2 separate regions of the Sus scrofa genome follow, and region 2 is linked to region 1. The links are chromatin contacts, called in public HiChIP or PLAC-seq maps. All regions are on one chromosome and are shown on one strand. The core of a region is the stretch at or near the end of the contact, and the rest is flanking DNA. Distances in the headings are between cores, read along the strand shown. Region 1 overlaps PLCG1 (1-phosphatidylinositol 4,5-bisphosphate phosphodiesterase gamma-1). Region 2 has its middle 39 kb from the start of LPIN3.

The links. HiChIP or PLAC-seq counts read pairs in DNA pulled down with a chosen protein or histone mark.
Region 2: an H3K27ac HiChIP or PLAC-seq map of skeletal muscle shows a contact between it and region 1. The contact joins two enhancer-like sites. A contact is called at or near these places in 1 of 5 promoter capture datasets (fetal liver) and 2 of 2 datasets of contacts at active chromatin or transcription factors (alveolar macrophages and skeletal muscle).

The regions. Positions count from the first base shown.
Region 1 is chr17:43,839,223-43,846,329 of Sscrofa11.1, forward strand. PLCG1 (1-phosphatidylinositol 4,5-bisphosphate phosphodiesterase gamma-1) reads left to right here. Exons shown (of 32, transcript XM_021078388.1): 24 at 1-32; 25 at 1,232-1,328; 26 at 1,418-1,642; 27 at 1,720-1,868; 28 at 2,640-2,754; 29 at 2,850-3,011; 30 at 3,110-3,198; 31 at 3,285-3,472; 32 at 3,647-5,331. The coding sequence ends at 3,689. Among named protein-coding and RNA genes, the nearest start is that of ZHX3, 16 kb to the right of the region's middle. Within about 2 kb of position 4,234, at least 5 of the 83 cell types and tissues checked have an H3K27ac peak or open chromatin away from gene starts, as enhancers often do. A contact at or near this core is called in skeletal muscle, where this site is marked.
Region 2 is chr17:43,950,938-43,958,093 of Sscrofa11.1, forward strand. It overlaps a transcript of ZHX3 not described here. Among named protein-coding and RNA genes, the nearest start is that of LPIN3, 39 kb to the right of the region's middle. Within about 2 kb of position 2,499, at least 5 of the 83 cell types and tissues checked have an H3K27ac peak or open chromatin away from gene starts, as enhancers often do. A contact at or near this core is called in skeletal muscle, where this site is marked.

The DNA of each region.
Region 1 (7,107 bases), core at 2,984-5,483:
TCCGAGAGGTGGCCCAGACCGCGGATGCCAGGGTGAGAGCCTGCTGGTGGCCCTCAGACCACAGGAGCCTGGGGTGTGCAGCCCCTGCGCCAGGCTGGGAGCAGAGGAAACTCACGCCTGGTTGGCGGTGTGGCAGGCTGAGGATGTGTTGAGTTGGAGGCACCCATGGGACACTCAGGTGGCTCTGCTTAGCGGGCAGTTAGATGACAGGGGCAGAGGTGGAGGATGAATCTGGGCTGGAAGCCGGAGTGGGTGCCCAGGGCTTAGGGGCAACGTGGTGTGGGACAGGAACAGGGCGTGACGTTGGAGGACGTGGGTGTGGAGAACGAGGGGCTGGGAAGGGTGGGCCGGCGAGGCACAGGGTCTGATGTGTTGAGGGCTGCGGAGCAGAGCCTGAGAGCGCCCGTGGGATTTGGCAGCAGCCGTGTAGGCAGTGGCTGGGCGGGCATCACAGAGTGTGGGAGGCCAGGGCGCAGCCTCGGGAGCAGGGAGGCTCGTCCACTGAGCCTGGGGTTGAGGGGGAGGCGCCAGCCTGCGGGAGTGCCTGTTTGATGCCACCCCTGTCATTTGGGGTCGGGTGCTCGGACTACAGTACACACCTGGGGCTGCTTTGGGACAAGGACAGCTCAAGCTTGGCCAAGAGGGGTGGGTGCTAAGGATTTTGTCAAGAGCGGAGCCTGGAAGGAGGAAGTGGTTGCAGGGATGGATCCTGGGGTCTGGGAAGGAAGGAAGAGTCGGAGAATGAGTCCCCCCGTCTGGAAGGAAATGGGCCTTCCGGGGGCACTTAGGAGTGGGCTTCCCAAGCTGAAGTCTGGCTGTGGCCAGCAGGTGGTTGTGTTGAGTGAGGGGAACTGAGGGTGAGCTTCTGGGCCAGGAGAGGTGGAAGGAAGGTTCTTAGGACACAGAAGACCAAACCCGAGTCCCCAGTGAAGTCACAAGAAAACCAGGAGGCAACCTTTGTTCCTCAGAGAGGCTGGGTACTAAGTGGCCACAGAGCATGGCTGGGGGTACAGTCAGCCAGGACCCTGGGGTGTTACTGGAGCACAGGTGTGCCCTCTTAAGTCTGGCAGGGCATGTGTCCTCGGGGGGCAGGAAGAGAGGGGACAGTTCTGAGATGTGACTGAGGACAGGGAATGGGGTCTGGAAGGGGCAGGTGGGTGTGCCCAGGGCTCCCCTTTCCCGGGGGGTGGGGGGAGGTCTCCCGCCTGGCTCAGGGCCTGTGTGTCATCAGCTCACAGAGGGGAAGATGATGGAGCGGAGGAAGAAAATCGCCTTGGAGCTTTCTGAGCTCGTCGTCTACTGCCGGCCTGTTCCCTTCGATGAAGAGAGTAAGGCTCTGGCCCAGGTGGGGTGCGGGTGCAGCCCCAGCAGCACCTGGGAGGACGGGCCCCGTAAGCCCTCTCCCTCTTTGGCGCAGAGATCGGCACAGAACGCGCCTGCTACCGGGACATGTCGTCCTTCCCGGAAACCAAGGCTGAGAAGTATGTGAACAAGGCCAAAGGCAAGAAGTTCCTCCAGTACAACCGGCTGCAGCTGTCGCGCATCTACCCCAAGGGCCAGCGGCTGGACTCCTCCAATTATGACCCCTTGCCCATGTGGATCTGTGGCAGTCAGCTGGTGGCCCTCAACTTCCAGACCCCAGGTGAGGAGGTGGCCCGAGGGGTGGGGGCCCTGGGGGGCAGGTGGGCTGGAGTCCACCCTGTAACCCGACTCTTGCAGACAAGCCGATGCAGATGAACCAGGCTCTCTTCATGGCCGGCGGGCACTGCGGCTACGTGCTGCAGCCAAGCACCATGAGGGACGAGGCCTTCGACCCCTTCGACAAGAGCAGCCTCCGCGGGCTGGAGCCGTGCGCCATCTGTGTTGAGGTGAGCAGGGGACACTGCTGGGGTTCGTTCGTTTCAGGCCTCAAGGCTGGGGTGTGAGTTAATGAAGGAGGGGGCACTGGGCTGCCCTTGAGCCTGAGGAGGTTGTCACTGTCCTCTGAGGAGTGACAAGCATCCTGGGTTCTGAGCGGCACAGGCTGGGGCAGCCAGACTAAATGTGGCAAGTTCTTGGCACTAAGGAGTCAGGCTGTCCGGGAAGGCCAAGCCACAGTAGCCTGGCAGGGGTAGGCAGGAGACGGGCAGGAAGCTGGTACCAGTGGGGAGCTAGGAACAAGCCAGATGGCACTGCCTAGGATGGGGCGTGGGTAAGAATGACTGACCCCCACCGAAGCCCCAGGGCTGTGTAGCATCTGAGCGCTGCCATGACCCTGGTGAGAAGCTGTGATGTGGACAGCTTGGTGCTGCAGGGCTCAGGGTGAAGGGGCCGGAGGGGAGTGAGGATCGTGTAGGGTGAACATGTTTGTTTTCCCAGAGAAGAGATTTCCATTTTTTGTCCTGGGGGAAATAATTTAAATTTTCTGTGTTAAAATATACATGGATCTCATGTGAAATAGATTGCAAAAGCTCACTTGAAATTTGTGGTGAAAGCTAAAACTTGAATTTTTGCCGCAGAGGCTCTTAGGGCCCTGCTGATTTGAAAGACTTAACGGGCAGTGTCCTTGGGGCCCAGCAGAGGGCGCACTGCTCCACTGCACAGCCGGGCCCCGGGGGAGGCCGAAGGACTGTCCCAGCCAGTCTTTGCCTGCCTTGCAGGTGCTGGGGGCCCGGCATCTGCCGAAGAATGGCCGAGGCATTGTGTGTCCTTTTGTGGAGATTGAGGTGGCCGGAGCAGAGTATGACAGCATCAAGCAGAAGACAGAGTTTGTGGGTGAGCCTCCCCCTCAGGGTGCGAAAGGCCCCTCACGCCCATGACCCTGTTCCCTCCTAGCGGTGGCCTGAGGCCTTCTGCCTTTGCTTTCACAGTGGACAACGGACTGAACCCCGTGTGGCCGGCCAAGCTCTTCCACTTCCAGATCAGTAACCCCGAATTTGCCTTCCTGCGCTTTGTGGTGTATGAAGAAGACATGTTTAGCGACCAGAACTTCCTGGCTCAGGCCACCTTCCCGGTGAAGGGACTGAAGACGGGTAAGAGCCCCTCCTGGGGGTCGTTCTCCCCAGTCTGGCTTGGGGGTGGGGGCCCTCGCCCGCCTTCCCCGTGGTCTGAGGGCCAGGCCTCCTCCCAGGATACAGAGCGGTGCCTTTGAAGAACAACTACAGCGAGGACCTGGAGTTGGCCTCCCTGCTCATCAAGCTCGACATTTTCCCCGTCAAGGTAACTGGCCGGGCGGGGCGAGCGCCGGGCCCAGGGCTCCGGGGGCCGGGCAGCTGCCGACCCCTGTGCATCTGCCCCTGTTGAAGCAGGAGAACAGCGACCTCAGTCCCTTTGGGGGGACGTCCCTGCGGGAGCGGGGCTACGACATCTCTGGCCAGCCGGCACACGGCCGGGCCCGGGAGGGCTCCTTCGAAGCCCGCTACCAGCAGCCGTTTGAGGACTTCCGCATCTCCCAGGAGCATCTCGCAGACCATTTTGACAGTCGGGAGCGAAGGTGAGGAGCGGGTGGAGAGGCCAGTGCCCGGCTTGGAGCACGCAGGGGCCCGAGAGGCGGGAAGGAGTGTCTGGACCCCCTCTGGCGGCACCTCCCTTTCGTCTGTCCGGGGGCTCCCCCAGCTGGCCGCAGGGCCCGCTGCTGCCGCTAAGGACAGTCTTCCTTTCCATCCAGGGCCCCACGAAGGACTCGGGTCAATGGAGACAACCGCCTCTAGCTGTGCCCCAGCCTCGCAGAGAGCAGCCGGGGCCGAGCACCCCGCAGAGTGCCGTGAACTGGGTTCTTGGGAAGCGGCCTGCCGTGGCCGCCCTCCTGGCCCCGCCGCCTGGAGGCTGGGTCCCAGCAGTGAACGCTAGACGAAAACCATGCCATTAATGAGATGTATTCCTGTTTTGGGCCTCCATGCCCCAGCTCCGGGGAAGGCAGAAACGTACTGTGTCTCGCATTTAAGCACACACGGCCCTGACTTCCGGAGATGGAGCCGTCCATCTGTGGGGCCAGGACCACAGCCGCAGCTCCTGGGGGAGAGAGGTGGCCTCAGCCAGCGGCACAGGCGGCTCTGAGGACCGCTGACATTCCTGAGAGGAGAGGAGGGGGAGCAGCCTTGCTGGGCGAGGGAAACAAAAGTTTACACAGTCTGTAGCTTTAAACTGACAGCCAGGCAGGGAGGGAGCCTAGATGTCCCCTTAGTCTGGTCCTGGGGCCAGGGCGGAGGAGCACAGGGCCTGCCTGGAGAGGAGGACACAGCACAAGGGCACGCCGCCCAGTCAGGAGCACTACCCAGCCTGGCACACGCAGGGACTCGTGTTAAAAATAGTGGTATTGGGCAGTCCTGGGCCGTTGGGTTGCCCCGAGAGGGGCCAGCAGAGGAAGCCGAGCCCCGGGCTGCCGCTTGGAGCCAGGACAGCGACAGCGTGTCCCAGGGCCATGGGAGTGTGAGGGCCCCAGGGCTGAAAACTGGGCGGTGCCTCCTTCCATGTCAGCAGCGAGACCCGCAGCAAGATGACAGCTCCAGACCGTGGTCAGGATGATGGGCACCGGCATGGCCGGAGTGGAAAAGCCAGTCATCGAGGCAGAGGTCAAGTGGGGACTGTCCCCGTGCGTTCAGGAAACCCCTGCACACGAGCATCGTGTCCTCCCTCAGCAAGGCGCCCTCCGCAGCCCCGCTGCCACCCCGGCTCAGACCGAAGACCTCGTTCCCTGTTGCAGCGAAAGCCACGACCTTGGCTCTGAGCCTGCCAGACGACACTGCACGAGGAGGCCGAGGGGATCTCCAGTATTCGTGGAAGCAGTCCAGTCCTGTTCGTAGACATACGTGACGTTGCAGTGTGGAATTGTAAAGTTTCTTTTTTGCACACACTCTGTTTCTCACTGTCTTCATTCCTTCATGTAGGATGTATGATTTTCTATGTCTTCCACTTCTGACCTGAAAGCTGCTTGGTGGGGGGATTGGGGAAACAAAATGAACAAACTTCTCTGTGCACTGTGGCAGAACTGTTATTTTTATGGATTTTACAGCTCAACTAACAGTGTTACCTTTTCAAGATTTATATATACTCTTCAGAAGAACCACTGAGCCGTTAAAGCCTTGTTATTACTCAATCCTAATAGTGATTCAGTTTTCTATAGCTTACTTTTAGGGTAGCTGGTAAATTATTTAACATGAAATTTTCCATATCATGGATTGTAAACCGACAGAAATTATACAATTTCTGAGAAGACATTGATTTATTTAAACTAATTCTCAAGTTGTGTTTGAAAGTATGACCTCACAGTCAGCTGTCCATAGCAAACATGTCTATATATGGTTGCCAACGTTTGGTTTATAATTTAAATGTTATTAAAAATTTTAAATTTTACTGGACGAGCTTTCCTCCCGAAAGGGACTTTTTCAAAGACAGCAGTCCATCTTCCTTCCCACGGTACTGTGCTGAGGTTTTGCTCCTCCTGCTCCGCACCGTTGGAGGGGCACCCTGAGAGGAGGGCGGCGGTGGCTGCCCGGCACTGGCAGCTGCCCGGCGCTGGCGGGTTGATTTGGGACCGCCAGTGCTGTCAGGATCGGGCAGAGTCGGGGCGGGGGAGAAGGAGCAAAGCCGGTGCTGCTGACATGTTTCCTCAAAGGCAGAGAGGACTCGGTGTGCTTTCCCTCAGGCAGGAGTGGGCTTCAGGAGTTGGTTGCTTGCCTCGTGGTGCTGCAGGACGCTGCTGCGCGCACGGCAGGTTCTGTCCAGCTGGTGAAAAGACCCGGGAGGCTCGGGCAGGCAGCCCCACCTCCAAGGACGGAGGCTGGTGCCTGGGCCGTGGGCACGGAGGGGCCTCAGGACAGCCAGCATGCAGCTCCCACAAGGTCTCTTCCCCCATCTGGGCTCAGCGTGGGCCACTTGCTAGTTCTGCTGCCCTTCTAAGACCTAATTGCCAAGTAAACCATCCTCGTGTCCTTGAACCCATACGTTCTTTTGGAGGCTTGGGAAAGTGCTATCGGGAAACCCGTTAACAAGGGTTGCTTGCCTGAGTCGTTCTGCAGTAGAAGCGGGTGGGGAGTGTCCGTTAACTTCCCGGTCAAGCAGATCTTCCTCAAGGCTGTGAAGTGGCGTGAGCCACCCTCTCCTCCAGCTTGTCTGCCGATGGGGCAGCCCGCCTGTGAGCAAGTCCAGGTTGCCATGGCCAGCCGGGATTAAAGGTGAGCAGGAAGGAACCAGAGTCCCTTCCAGTTCCACAGAAACCTCTCCTTAAAAAAACAAGTGGTGGAGTTCTCTTGTGGCGTGGTCGGTTAAGGACCTGGTGTCCCTGCAGCAGCTCGGGTTGCTGCTACGGCACAGCTGTGATCCCCAGCTCAGGAACTTGCGCATGCTGCGGGCATAGCCAAACACAGACTAAAACTCGAAGCATTCAAATGTAGGTTTCTGGGTGCCACTCTTAGTTGCCTGTGGCTAATTTTGTTGTGGTCTCTGCTGACGTGGATCAAAAATCATGCCGTACAGGCAAACCATTGCCTGCCTGATGGATGAGTGGGGACAGGCACAATAAGCCAGCCCAGGAAGCCTGCGATCTGCCATTGAAGGGACACAAGCATGCTCGGTTCTTAAAAGGGTCCCTGTCACACCACCCTGGTGTGACAGTGCAGGTCAAAAGGATGGTCACTGGCTTTAGAGAGACCAAGATGTCTTTGGAGACAACCCCAAGACAGATTTCGAATTGCTGAGAGAGTTGTCAGTCAGAGGCATCCCTCTCCTGTGTGAAAAGTCAGACCAAGACGTCCACTGCCTGAGTTCTCGGATTTGGCCTCATCCTGGTCCATGTAGGCCCCTGAACCCCAGCCACTTGGAGACGTGGGACCACAGAATTCGATCAACTGGAGCCCCACTGCTCAGGTTCTTGCTGGTCCTGGGGCTTTCTTCCTAGAGCTTCGTGGTCCAACCCGGAGGAGGGGGGTCTGGGTGCCAAGGGTGGCGTTAACTAGGCTCTTCTGACCCACGTCTTCCTAGAGTCCCGGTCGGCCAGGGAAGAGGTTCTGCACTGGCTGTGGGGTGGGCCATCTGCTGTTGCGAGACTTCCTCGCCGTGGGTGCTGATCACGTGCATCCTGAACGGGACATTCCCTCCTGTAACTGGCTCTGCTGTCTCTAAGGCAGCCTC
Region 2 (7,156 bases), core at 1,249-3,748, 110 kb after region 1:
TCAGATTCGTTTCTGCTGCACCATGACGGGAACTCCTGGTTTTCTTATTTATTATTAATAAACATTATAACAGTGAAATATTAATAACACATAGTCCAAATACTGATTTTAGTGATTCTCTGAAGCCACAGAGTAGTGGAAAACCCCCACTAGCTATTTCTATTGAATGAGGCAGGGGCTGATTTATTCCACCTATATTTGCATATACAGTAATTTAACCTTTTTAAAACTCTTATTGAGGTACTGTCATTTAAGCGCTACAAAACCTTTTTAAAAGGTTTATTCCAGTTGATAGAAGAGATGCAAACACCTAAGGTCGTGTAACTGATAAAAGGCAAAAGCAGGACTAAACACCGGGCCTTCCTGCCTCGGGCTTACCGTGAATTTGCAAATCTATCATGGCCTCCTGGCCATGGAGCCACCAGACTGTCTGTGGCATGAGGCCAGAGAAAGAGGCCATGTCTGACTTGCTCCCCACTGGTGTCTAGCACAGTACCTGACACACAGCAGACACACAATAAGTACATTATTGGTGAGCAACTGAATTCATTTTCTTAGAGTTACTTTAGTCACCTGCATGGTAGAATGGAGCATATGGTATTGCCAAATACCTTGGCTTTTAAGATGTTATCGGCATTATTAGGAATAAACAAAAAAGGAAACATTATCTTATCAAACCTGTATATGTTGATTCCCAAGGGGATCAGATTTCTGAGCCAGGGCCCCAGGATTGTATATTTTTCCAGCTTCCTAGAAAATTAAATGTTGGCTTGATGGAGGAAGTAGAAGACGGAAAATGGAGGCTTCACATGGGAAAGTAAAAACTGCAAAGTCTTGGGCATAATATAACCATTTGCAAGGCTGGTACAACAGCTCAGCCATCACTAACTTAGCATGGCAAGAAGAGGGCTTCCTAAAGGAGTGAGGATTCACACAGAGGGATACACATCAACAAGACAGAATCCACGCTATGGCAGGAAGACACAGGTCTGAGGCAGGACAAGCCCAGTAACAAGGACCACAGAGGCTCAGGGCAGGAAAAGGAATTCTGGGCATGGCCTCACAGCCTTCCGGGAAAACACGGTGTGCTCAGCCACACTAGAGCAGGGGAGAACCAGGAGGAGCTGGCAGCCTTGGATTCATTAAGGTCCCATCCTACAGGGCTCTCCAACCCTCCCTGCCCACCTTTCCCGAGGATACTCAGAAACGAGACAGTGACTCCTAATGGGCCGACTTCTCCTTTCCCACCAAGTCCTCACCAGTATCACTCAGGGCTCCATCCTCCCCCAGAGCCTAAACCACACACCCAGACCTATGCCTTCCCCTACCAGTCTGGTTTTCTATTCACCACCACAGCACTGTGCTTCCATTTCCTTGGGGATTTGAGATGTCTGCTATGATCCCAAGATTATCTTTAAGGCTTCCATAAAAGCCCTTCTCTACCATACATTCCTTAGTACTTCATACGTTACAGAGACATAAGTTATCCAAAATAATTATAGCCCGAGGCATTCAGGATGAGTGAGTCATTTGGATAACCAAAAGCTAATTCATTAGGCACCAAAATATCTCTATAGTTTTGCTAAATTAAATGATACCATAGTAAACAGAGAATTAAAAAAAAAAAAAAAAGTTTAAAACTCTACCTAACCTTCAAGATCCAGACTGATTACAAATATTCCCTCTTGCCACTTCCACCCAAACCAGAAATAAGCTCTCTTTTTATCTATAATCCCACATTTTGATTATACCTCCTTCACAGCACACTGCATGGTCTGCTTGAGGTTAGAGGTTTTTTGTTTTTTTGTTTTTTTTTCTTTTTCAGCCACACCTGAGGCATATGGAAATTCTCAGGCCAGGGATCAAATCTGAGCCGGAGCTTCGACCTACGCCAAAGCTGCAACAATGCCAGATCCTTAAACCACTATGCAGGGCCAGGGATCGACCCACTGTGCCACAGCAGGAACTCTGAGGTTAGAGATTTAAATGCAACCTCATATAACTTAAGAAAAAGTAAGTTCCTTGAAACCAGAGACCTTTTTTTTCAACCCCAAGGTGCCTAGTTCAAAGCAGGCATACATTTCACAGGCTGAATACTCCTAGTAATTCAGACACTATAAATGACACCATGACACTGCAGAGGCTTCAAGGCTCTGGAGGGTAGGAAAGTGTGATACTAGATAGCATGGTAGTATCATTAAAAATCTTCTTTGGCCTCTGTTCAGTATTTCTCAGCTTTAGAAGAAAATGTTTTTCTACAAGAGAAAAATACTCTCAATTCCTGTTTTATTTTTTTTAAGGATATTACTTTTTAAAAGTCTCAACTTGCAAACAGAAAGTTCTGGTGGAGCTGGCATTGCTAAACCTCCATTGCCACACTTTCTAAATCTCAAAATGTGCATTGAAATGGCTGCCTGCAGTTCACCAGGGAGATGAGACCACGTGGAAAGCGCTAAGTGGCAGGGATATAGCCAAGATGCTGTGCCATGTCTGGCACCCAGTTCATCAGTTTGAAAGCCAGTCTCCTCAGTACCGACAGTGCTACAAGGAATTAAGAAATACAGCACATGATAGAGCCACCCAAGTTTTAGCTGAAGGTCCTAAAGCAGCCACTTCTAGCAGGGCTGACAATATTGTTTTCCCATAGCAGTGGTGTCTGGGCTTGACAAACCAGGCAGTAAGTATAGTTTAATATTCTAAACACTCAATTTAAACTCAAGCCCTCCTTACAACAGGGTCAGACAAGGAGTCATACAAGCATGGCAACCTCTAAGTTCCCTCCCCAGCAGCTAATCTCTTTTTGGATTCCTCTTCCTTGTCATGGAAAGGAACAGAATTTTCTTCATGAAAATAGGGAGAATGGGGTGGTGGGGCTGCTGGTATCATGGCATTAAGCATCTGGTCATGTACGCAGCCCCTCCAGGATAATAACTGCTCGTATCTCTGGCTTGTCACAGAGTAAAAGGTTTTTTAATCCAGTATCTTCAGAGACAGAGCTGTGTCACATAAGGTAATTTTACTCATAATCAAAGCACTAAAACATGCAAGCTTATAAATTAAATTGTATTATTTCCTTCTCCACCTTTCTGAGCTAACCAAACTATAATTTGACCTATTCCTGATGACCAGAACAGTAATTGTGATTAATGTATTCAGAGACCACTGGGGCAAACAAGTCTGTTTCCTCATGAATGTCCCCATATCACTGTACTTTGAATTATTCTGTAGAGCATTTTTGTCTCTGTCATCACCAGCAATCTCTCCTTGCTTTCATCAGGGTGTTTGCCTCTAATGGAGGGTCTTTTAATTCAGAGCTTCTGAAGTCAGACTCAGAAGGCAAGCTCTCAAGAGTCACCAGCCTCACTTCAGACCCAGGTAGTCAGCCTCCAGACCCTATGTTCTTATCCACTATAGCCGCATTCCCAAACCTCCCTAATTCTAAAGAATTTGGGGGGGGGTGTTAAAATACACATTCTCAGTCCCCTCTCCTAGAAATTCTAATTAGATTCAGTGGACTGGGGTGGAGCCCTGGAATCTATATTCTTACCACAGACCCTCAGAAGATTTCCCATACTACATGTCATCCATGCTGCCCTCTTGGAATTGGGATTCCTTCAGAAGCATAGTGAACCTGGCCCAAAGCCAATTTCTTCCAAAGAGACGTTGCAAGCAAAAAAGCTTCCAGAGCACTGCTCTTCCACTGCCCTCGGGCAAAAATACTCTGACCTTCGGAGATTCCTGTAGGTTGGCCATCACACCTCCTTTCACTGCTGGTACATCATTCACCAAAGACTTGGCACACCTTCCTTCTCTCCACCCCAAATGTCCTGCCATCCTTTTGATGGCTTGGATAACCACATGGATGACCCAGACAACGCTCCAGTCTGCTCCTGACCTCCTTGACTTCACTCATCTTCACGAGTTTGCTTCACTTCAGCCACATACGTCTGTGGAGCCTGTCATGTCCAGTAATTAACTGCCCCAGATCTGAAATCTTTCACTCACATGTACCTCCCTAACCACATCCTCCAGTTCCCACTGTGGCATAAAGGGATCGATGGTGTCTTGGAAACACTGGGACACAGGTTTGATCCCCAGCCTGCACAGTGGATTAAGGATCTGGCATTTCCACAGCTGCAGCTTAGGTCACAAATGCGGCTCGGATCCCATCCCTGGCCCACAAACTCCATATGCTGTAGGGTAGCCAAAAAAGGAAAAAAAAAAAAAAAAAACCCTAACCACATCCTCCTACCACTCCATCGCTCCAGCACACCATTGCTTGATTTCATCAACACCTCTGGTCCCCTTCTCCTCCAAGTCCAGCAGAGACCCCCTTAACCACTCACGTTAATCACTCCCTGGCCAATACCATCAGTTCCTCTGCTCCGCTGTCCTCCTGCTGCTCACCCTCAGCACACCGCGACCCTGGCTCAGCCTAACCACATGCCTTCTTAGCACCTAAAGCCAGAGAGCTGAAGGCTCCTGGCGTGCTGTTCAATCCCTGGTCTCCCACCTCAACAGAGCCCTGCAGACTGCCAAGAGGTCACAGTCACTGCCCCAAATTCACCCTTCCTCTTCCTGACCACACTGCATGTGAAATCTTATTTTCTCTCTGACCTCTTCCCACTTACTCTTAGCAGACAACCTCACCCTCTATTTCACAGAAATGATGGAAGTGACCAGACTAGTACTTGCTCATAAACTATCCCAAAAGAAAATCCAACTGTGCCCAGATATTCCACCGTGAAGGCTGCCAAGCCCGTCCGTGCCCGCACTGGGCCTGGCGTTTGCTTGGTTATTTGAGGATCGCTCCGTGATGATAATCATTACTGAAGTAAGCAGTAATGGTGGTGAGTACCTTTGCGGTAAACAGGCAAAAAACAAACAAACAAACAAACAAAAAAACCCTCACCTCTCAAAAGATCACTCTACCCTAAGAATCTTCTTAAGATTGGGAGTAGTTTAAAATGAAGAGGAAAACAAAGCTATCTTACCTATAAGCATTTAACAAGTTTAAAAACAAACATAAAGTTGCCATTTATCAATAGAATGATTATAAATCCCAAGCCAAAGAGTTAATTCTCTGATAATTTTTATAAACTCAAAACCAGAGTCAGTGAAACAATAATATTAGTTACGGTCTATCATTCACTCTTTTTTCCCCCTTTTTCCCTTTTTATGGCCACACCAGCAGAATATGGAGGTTCCGAGGCTAGGGGTCAAATCAGAGCTGCAGCTGCCACCCCAGCCACAACCAGGGTAAAACCAGATCCAATCTGCATCTGTGACCTATGCTGCAGCTTGTGGCAATGCTGGATCCTTAACCTACTGAGCAAGGCCAGAGATCAAACCCCATCCTCACAGAGACAGCATTGGGCCCTTAACCCACTGAGCCACAGAGTATCTTCTACTCTTAACAACAAACTAAGCTCTAGTTTGTTGATGGAACTAAAGGGCTTTTCCTAACTTTTTTTTTTTCTCCTTATAACATTGATAGCTAACAGTCACTGTTTTTTGTATACAATTATGCTACTCACAATGACCCTCTGAGATAAGAATTATTATTTTTCTCCATTTACGGGGGGAAAAAACAGATTTAGACATGTTAAAGAATTTGCCCAAGGGCTTGCAGCCAGAAAGTGGCAGAGGTAAAATTAAAACACAGAGCCCAAAAGCACACTAATCTATGTGCTTTGGTATAGTGGTTATTAACAGAAACTTCACAGGAAATGCACCAGCCTAATCCAAGCACTGTTTTTTATACTCCAGCATATGCTCAGAAGCATAAACATGAGGAACTATCCAATATTAACATTATAGCATATTCCACATTCATTCAGCTATTCCTACATTCGTATGAGAAGGCAGTAATGAGTAAAAGGGAATATTCTACAGTCAGATCATATAAATCCAAATTCTAGCTCTACCATTTTCTTAGATACGTAAGTTTAAAAATTACTTCTTGAGGGAGTTCCCATCATGGCTCAGTGGTTAACGAATCCGACTAGGAACCATGAGGTTGCAGATTTGATCCCTGGCCTCACTCAGTGGATTAAGGAACCGGCGTTGCCGTGAGCTGTGGTGTAGGTTGCAGATGCAGCTCGGATCCCATGTTGCTATGGCTGTGCTATAGGCCAGCGGCTACAGCTCCGATTAGACCCCTAGCCTGAGAACCTCCATATGCCGCAGGTGCAGCCCTAGAAAAGACCAAAAAAAAAAAAAAAAATTACTTCTTGAAGCTCAATTGTCTCAAAATAACAAAGACAAATGATAATGTATTAACCATCACCCCTTAATAGGTTCTCCAAGAGATTTAAAGTGTAAACACACATAGCCATGGACCTGGCACATAGGCTCAAAAGAGGTTAATTATAATAATTATTATTATCCAAAAAGTACTGGGGACCTGCACCTAGTGGAGTCTAGGCAGAGCACTGGGCCAGGACTGGACCATAAACAGGCCAAGGCTGTCTTCTTGATCTTGCAGTCTACTAGGAAAGAAGACGATAGTTCCCCAGTAGACTGTATGATGAAAACCAAGATGTTAATGAAATACCTTGAATTTTGGTGAAGTGCTAAGCAGGAAATGTACATGTACTGAGTGGGGTACAATGGGAAGCTACCACAAAGGGGTGATCAGGGAAGGGACCCCTCTGAGGAGGGACATTTTAGCTGAGACCAGATGTTGGAGAAGGACCTTCTACTGGAAGAGTTGGGAGAAGAGTGTCAGGCAGAGGGAAGGGCTGTACTGAAGAGGAGAAGAACTTGGCTTTGTAAGGAACCAACCGTGCTCCCACCTGGCAGGAGCAAGGTGAGTGGGGAGCAGAGGACAGGAAGGAGGCAGAAGCCAGCACCTGAGTAACTGTGGATGTGGGTCCGAGGCAGTGGGAAGCTGCAAAGTGCGCAGGGGTGGGTGGGTGATGTGGTCTGGTAGGCACACTGGCTGCTGTGGGGAGAAAGGGTTAAAGAAGGTAGCGGTGGGGAGTTCCCGTCGTGGCGCAGTGGTTAACGAATCCGACTAGGAACCATGAGGTTGCGGGTTCAGTCCCTGCCCTTGCTCAGTGGGTTAACGATCCGGCGTTGCCGTGAGCTGTGGTGTAGGTCGCAGACGCGGCTCGGATCCCGCGTTGCTGTGGCTCTGGTGTAGGCCGGAGGC